Linked DNA regions of Ovis aries: region 1 is linked to region 2. Evidence: chromatin contacts called from public Hi-C data. All regions are on one chromosome and are shown on one strand. Each heading gives the region's core, a stretch centred on a gene start, on an enhancer-like site or on the middle of the called end of the contact. The rest is flanking DNA. Distances are from core to core; before and after follow the strand shown. Region 1 has its middle 14 kb from the start of THADA. Region 2 overlaps ABCG8 (ATP binding cassette subfamily G member 8).

Evidence for each region. A called contact is a pair of places that touch in the nucleus more often than the background predicts.
Region 1: a contact with region 2 is called in a Hi-C map of liver, with 5 times the contacts expected there. The contact joins two enhancer-like sites. A contact is called at or near these places in 2 of 16 Hi-C or Micro-C datasets (liver and tail adipose tissue).

What each region holds. Positions count from the first base shown.
Region 1 is chr3:80,637,565-80,641,105 of ARS-UI_Ramb_v3.0, forward strand. No RefSeq gene overlaps it. Among named protein-coding and RNA genes, the nearest start is that of THADA, 14 kb to the right of the region's middle. Within about 2 kb of position 1,582, at least 3 of the 54 cell types and tissues checked have an H3K27ac peak or open chromatin away from gene starts, as enhancers often do. A contact at or near this core is called in liver, where this site is marked.
Region 2 is chr3:80,413,927-80,417,424 of ARS-UI_Ramb_v3.0, forward strand. ABCG8 (ATP binding cassette subfamily G member 8) reads right to left here. Exons shown (of 12, transcript XM_042246236.2): 10 at 2,623-2,890; 11 at 1,443-1,570; 12 at 671-1,358. The coding sequence ends at 1,221. Among named protein-coding and RNA genes, the nearest start is that of ABCG5, 12 kb to the right of the region's middle. Within about 2 kb of position 2,070, at least 4 of the 54 cell types and tissues checked have an H3K27ac peak or open chromatin away from gene starts, as enhancers often do. A contact at or near this core is called in liver, where this site is marked.

The DNA.
Region 1 (3,541 bases), core at 332-2,831, 220 kb after region 2:
CTTTAGATGCTGTTGGAGCACTTGTTTGCAGCAGACTATAGCAAGGCTTCTCTGGTGACGCAGATGGTAAAGAATCCACCTGCAATGTGGGAGACCTGGATTCAGTCCCTGGGTTGGGAAGATCCCCTGAAGGAGGGCATACCCACTCCAGTATTCTTACCCATAGACAGAGGAACCTGGTGGGCTGCAGTCCACGGGATCACAAAGAGTTGGACACGACTGAACGACTAAGCACAGCACAGAGCAGGGACTAGAGGAATAAAGATAATTCCAGTCCTCCAGGATTCTGCTCTCTGATGGGGTAGACTTTAGTTTATATAAAGCTCAGTACTAACGAAGAGGTATACAAAATGTTCAATGAGATGACAAGGAAAAAACACATAACTCAATCTAGAGGCTTATAAAGATGAGAGATGATTTGAATATTAAAGGATACTTAATAAGTTATCCAGTCCTGTATTACTAGAGAATTGTGTAGGAGGCGCAGGAGGGGGACCATCAAAGTAATATATGCCATGCAAATAGCATGTGTTATATTCTATAGGGCATGGAGACCACTGAAGGGTTTCAAGCAGAGAAGTGCCTTGGATTTTGGAAATATCATTCTCACTGGTGTGACAGAAAGGAAGGCTCGAAAGTAGTGGTTCTCCATGCGTCCTGGAGCAGCAACTTCAGCATTACCTGACAACTCAGAAATGCCAGTTCTCAGGCCCCACTCCTGACCTACTGAATCAAAAACTCTGAGATTGGGACCCACAAATCTGTGTTGAAACAAGCCCTGCAGGTGATTTTGATGCAGGGCAAGTTTAAGACTTACTGCTCTGAATCAGCAGGTGAGTGTGCTCAGTCACTTCACTTGTGTCCGACGCTTTGTGACCCCATGGAGCCCACCAGGCTCCTCTGTTCATGGGATTTTCCTGGCAAGAATCCTGGAGTGGGTTGCCATGCACTCTTTCAGGGGATCTTCCCAACTCAGGGATGGAACCTGTGTCTCAGGCAGATTCTTTACTTGCTGAGCCATCAGGGAACATTCGACAAAGCCTAGAGCGGGGCTGTGGCACCCCGCTCCAGTACTCTTGCCTGGAAAATCCCATGGATGGAGGAGCTAGGTGGGCTGCAGTCCATGGGATCGCTAAGAGTTGGACACGACTGAGCGACTTCACTTTCACTTTTCACTTTGATGCATTGGAGAAGGAAATGGCAACCCAGTCCAGTGTTCTTGCCTGGAGAATCCCAGGGACGGCGGAGCTTGGTGGGCTGCCGTCTATGGGGTCGCACAGAGTTGGACACGACTAAAGCGACTTAGCAGCAGCAGCATAGTGGGACTGAGATTAAGAAGGAACTCACCTCAGGTACAAAATTTAAGAGAGTGCTAAAATCTTGAGAACCCAAGATAAATAATATGTCAAATTAATGTAACATTTTGAAAAAATCAAAATGAATGCCAAAAAGTCACAGTGTTGTTTGTTTTAGGGCTGTGTGTTATTGTGCAATGGAAACAGTTGTTTCCAATCTGCTTGAGGTTCCCAGGGCCCCACAGCTGTCATATTTCCCAACAGGCTGATTGGGTAACATGAGGTTCAGGTCTGGCTTCAAGGGTATGGGAACTGTGCAGGTGAACAGGGCCTCACATGCAGAGGGACCCTACACTTAGAGAGGGCTCCCCAATTGTTCACTGTTCTGCTATCAGTGTGAATTCTTCATAATTTAAGAAGGGGCCCTGTCTTTTCATTTTGTACCGGGCACTGTAAAGTATCTCTGGAATGGTTTTCAGTTTTGTTTTTTTTTCCTTCAAATTTCACATTAGCAAAGAGTAAATTCAGTTTTCTTGTTATTGTATAACTTTAACTTTTTGCACTTAGTTCAAAATATGAGAGGACATTTTGAGAAGTGTACATAGGGCACAGATTTTTCCTTTTGCCTCCAACATGGCCCAGCTCAGGAGGAGTACAGAGACATTAATTGTCACAACTAAGGGTTCTACTGACATCTAGTGGGTCGTGACTAGGGATGCTGCTAAACACCCTACAATACACAGGACACTTCACAAGAAATTATATGGTTCAGAACATCAGTGGTGCTGGGGTAAGGAGGTTGTTAGCTGTGTCTTGTATTAGGACAGTTATTGCAGATATGGAACTATCTAGAACTTGGTGACTAGTCAGCTGGGAATGGAGTTCAAGGGAAAGAAAGATCTTCAGAGTTTTTGCCGCTTTAGGAAACAAGCTATATGGAGAATTCAGGAGAATTCAAGAGAATTCTGAAACAAGACAAAAAGAAATAAGAGTTTGAAGCAGGGCATCCAAATAGAGATGTTCATTTGAAGGGGAGCATCTGAAGCTCTGAACAGGGTTTAGCACTGTCCACAGGTACCTCTATTACGGTCCTCTGCCCATACCCAAAACGCCAGGACAATTCCACTCCTCCTGCTTCAGGGAATGGACACCATAGCTCAACCAGGGACAAGGAAGGCAATTTTCGGCTTTTTAAGGTCCACATGATTTTTCTGAAACTCATGGCCGAGAAATTGTTTCGTTCATTTCCAATATTTAGACCCTAAAGGGCTCAAGAACAGAGTTTATTGTCATACTATAAGTAACAGACTGGGATAACAGGCAAGCGCTTTTCTCTGAGATGAAATAAAGATTCTACAGGTGGAAGAAGAAGAGGGACAAAACAACATAAGGGAGAGGATGGCTGGGAGAACGGGACTGGGTCGGGGCACCAAGCCGACAGGAGCTGAATCAGTACCAACAGCTGCACACCCCTACTTGCAAAGGCAGCCCTCTTTTCCAGTAGCTGAGACCACTTGCAGGCCTCAGCATAGAGATCAAGGCCCATCACCTATTCTTGGACAGGGCTGAAGGGATCCACTGTCCATTACAGATGAATACCAAAGTGATCTCCTGTGGCTTCAATTGCATTTACTATACAAGCTTCTCTAGAACAGTTCCTGGATGACTGTTATTTCTTCTTCAATTTTTTTTTTTATCAGCAGAGAGTGAATTGATTTTTCACTCTAAATATTTCAACCTTTTAATTGCCATCAATAAAAGGCAAGGATTTTTCTTTGTTAAGTTTATGGGATACAGTTTCTAACTACAAGATAATTTTCTATTTCCTGGTTTTTTCTTAAATACTGTTTTTGCTTATTTTTTAACTCTGCCCTCATAGTTACCTTTGAAGGCAGAGACCTTGTCTGGTTCAACATCATATCACTAGACCATGGCATGGGCTTCCCTGTGGCTCAGATGGTAAAGAATCTGCCTGCAGTGCAGGAGACCCAAGTTCCATCTCTGGGTCGGGAAGATCATTTGGAGAAGGGAATGGCTACCCACTCCAGTATTCTTGCCTGGAGAATTCCATGGACAGAGGACCCTCCCAGGCTACAGTCCACAGGGTCATAAAGAGTCGGGCATGACTGAGTGACTAACACAAACCATCCCACAGTGCCCAGAACACAGGAGGAGCTGAGGCATTTGTCCCCTCCATGCAGCTTGTCTCAGCTGCGACAGACAGCTCACTACCTGATCTAATAACT
Region 2 (3,498 bases), core at 820-3,319:
TTCTTAGCCACTGGACTACCGGGGCAGCCCGGGGGATCTTTCCAAAATACAGATTCTGATTCAGTGGGTCTGGCTGGTGCCTGAGATACTGACAGGCTAACCAGCTCCCAGGCAGGACCCATGCTGCTGGCCCAGGGCTCACGCTTCAAGTAGTGATGGTCTAGGAAACCCGAGGAGAACATTCACTGTTTGCCTCCTAACCAGCTACCTTGCCCCTTATTGTTGTTTCAGACTCTGGTTTTCCTTTGAGGATAACTTCCTCCGTATTTTCTGTGTACCTGTTTTGGGTCAGCTGGTCCTCAAAGCTCAGACAGGAAACGCATGACAGGGCCATACCAGTCACTGCAAAATGTTCCAGGCTGGTCTGAGACTCAGCCAGAGAGGTGAGATGCACCGTGAGCAGCCTGACACAGTGTCCATAGACCTTTTCATCTTCCTGGGCTTCCAAGCCTTACAGTGGCCCAGGACTTGCCTTCTGCCTGCTAACTCCTATAGGCCTTTCTGACCTCGTGTGACTCCACCGCATATTGGGCCTGTGACCTTACTTAGTTAACAGTTAGTCTGTGCCTCTGTTTCTTCATCTATAAAATGGGATACCATCTACCACAAAGGGTTGTTTTAACAGAGAACTGAATAACGTGGTCCACATAAAAAAGTGTTCTGCCCTGAATCTGGCGCAGAGCAATTGCTCAATAAATATTTAATTGTTCAGTTTAGCTTTTGGAGCACATGACCTCACACAAAAAGAAGAGATGGCATCTCGCTGATATGTTTTAGGTCATTTTCTATATTGAGAATGGCTCAGAGTTTGGGGGACCCTGGAAGATGACGCCAGATACTCCACTAGCTATTATGTTACTTTTTCCACATGGCCTAACGCCTCGATTCATACCTAATTTGTTCCCATCTTGTATTAGTTGCCTATACAAATATATACATCAAAAGGAAATAAATTAGTGACATTGTAGGTGTCCCCCAGGTATGGTTTTCAGGTTCCCAGTAATCTCAACCTCCAGCTGGTGAGCAGAAATCCCTTTTGACTGTCTTTATTCTACTGCCATCCTGTGGCCAGCCTGTGCCACTGCAGCAGTGTGGACCAGATGTAGCGGAGCTTTATCCTGATCCTCCCGGTGCCTGGGAAGGGGCTCCTTGGGAGGAAGGGAGTGCAGCTGAATGGTCTTCTTGAGTCCCTCACCAGCAGGCAGGAGTCTGGGCGTGAATCACCAGTCCTGACTTGATTTCTGTTTGATGAACCTTAAGGACAGATAGTACAGGATCACGAAGCCACAACTGATGCCAATGACAAAGAAGTAGATGGCGTAGAGCGGGTAAGAGTTCAGGCCCATGGAATTGAGGATCTGGGGACAGAGACATCGGTGAGCTGGTTAAGAACACGCTCAGAGCGCCGCTGTCTATGTACAGCCAAGGCCTGGGCTACTTACCAGGTCTCCCGGGATACGGATGGTGATGTTGCCAGCTTCCATGTAATAAGCGTGCCCACCAAACTGGATCTTCATCAGCCCTTCAAAACACCATCGGAGGAAGGACACCTTGGAAATCAACGCAGGCACTGCAGAGAGTGAGAGTCATATTATTCACAGGGTCTAACCACCTGCCTCCTAGGAAATGAGTCTGTAGAGATGCCGTGGTGGCTCTGACCCAGGGGCAGCAAGTCCCCCGAGGGAGCTGAGAGCGGGGGAGAGAACAAAAGGGTGAAAGGGCAGAGGGGAAGCTGGAGACATGGACTGCTGGGACAGAGGGGCTGAGCGGCTGCAGGATCACCGTGCACTTGACCTACCGTAACTACTCCACAGAGCAATCTCATTAGGTGTCCAGCACGTGCTTGGCCTATAGTAACTCCAGAGAGTAATTTCATTAGGTGTCCAGCACGTGCTTGACCTATAGTAACTCCAGAAAGTAATTGATTAGGTCCAGCACGTGCTCAGCTTCACAGAACCTCTGGACTCTGGAGTCTCAGCAGCCCCACACCAGAGATTACAGAGATGACTGAGTCTGTACCCTGACCCCACGGAGGCATCCTGGCTCAGGGAGGAGGAGGAAGCGGTGAACCCTGCCCGGTTCATCAGGAAAGGCCCATGGAAGGTGAAGAGCGGTGATCCACAGGCTCAGTTCTGAGGGTGTGGAGCGTACTGAGGACTTCAGAAGTCAGGTGGAGGCAGCCAGGAGTGAGCAGCCCCGGGCCCACTGGGACAGAGCAGTGACTGGCTCTGCACCTTAGGGAGCTAGCGCTGCAGGGGTGAGGGTTCAGACGTGGAGGAACCAGGGTCATAGACACCAGACTATCACAGTTGGCCCAAGATCAGCTGATAGGAGCCAGGGCAGGGGATAAGGCAAGAGGACATTTCAGAAAGACGTGGGTGGAAGAAGTAATTTGGTTCACTGGTGATGTAGGGAGGGAGAGTCAAAGGTGGCCCCTGGGTGTCAGCTGGGCTGTATGAGAAGGTGCCATCTGCCCCAGCCCGCCATGGAGCCCTTCCTTCGAATCTGCTCCCAACTCTGAGTTGGACCAAAGGGATGAGCTCACAATGCCAGGGGAAAGCAGACTGATCCAGCCACAGAAGGCCTCACAAAGCTTGAGCAGGTGAGGAGAGCCGACCTCACCTGTCCACAGATTGTCCAAGCTTATCATGAAGCCCCCGGTGAGGTAGAAGGAGTTGTAGAGAGCGTTGCCGAAGAAGGAGGACATGTGAAAGGTGGGGAGCAGGGCAGCGGCGGCCAGGGCCATGACCCGGCAGCAGAAGACCACCAGCCACACCAGCAGGAAGTGCAGCAGGAAGGGCTCGAGGCCTGGGCGCAGATTGGCCAGCCAGTAGATGGGCATTCCATAGATGATGATGTAGACACAGTGCTCAGGAAACTCCCCCAGGATCTGCAAAGGATGTGAGCCAGCGCCTTTATTTGCTGATCTTTCAATGTTCCAAGGCAGCAGCCCCCAGTGTCCCCAGCCTTCCCTCCTGGTGCTGACCAGGGTTGCCACCAGAGGGTTAGTGGGCACAGGTATGTGGGACCCACAAGCATGAACTCACTGCTGACTTCCCCCTGCAGGTGCTGTATGTGCCCTCTGGGGCAGTTCAGGGCTCTGGAGACCTGGTTTCAAATCCCCACTCTGCCTACCCAGACATGGTAGCTGTGTGGCCTGGAGGCAGCCACTTAACTTCTCTGAGCCTCCACTTCTTTGAAATGAGGACCATTAAACCTTCCAACCTGCTTTCCAGGGATGTGGAGAGACTGGAGAGGTGAAGGACACTAGGTATAGATGTTTCCCACCTCTTCTCTGTTAGGTTTCTGGTGGCCAGAAAAATGTCATTCCTGGTCCACGATCCTGGCCTTCTGATAAACGTTTGAAAAATTTATCAGAGACTCATCAAGTCTCCGAAACTCTCCTAAGGATTGTGGCGTCTGCAACCACAGATGATGCTCAGCCCCACTGCTGAGCAAAATGCTTCCCTGTAACTTCTGTACAATGTGGAGAAGATT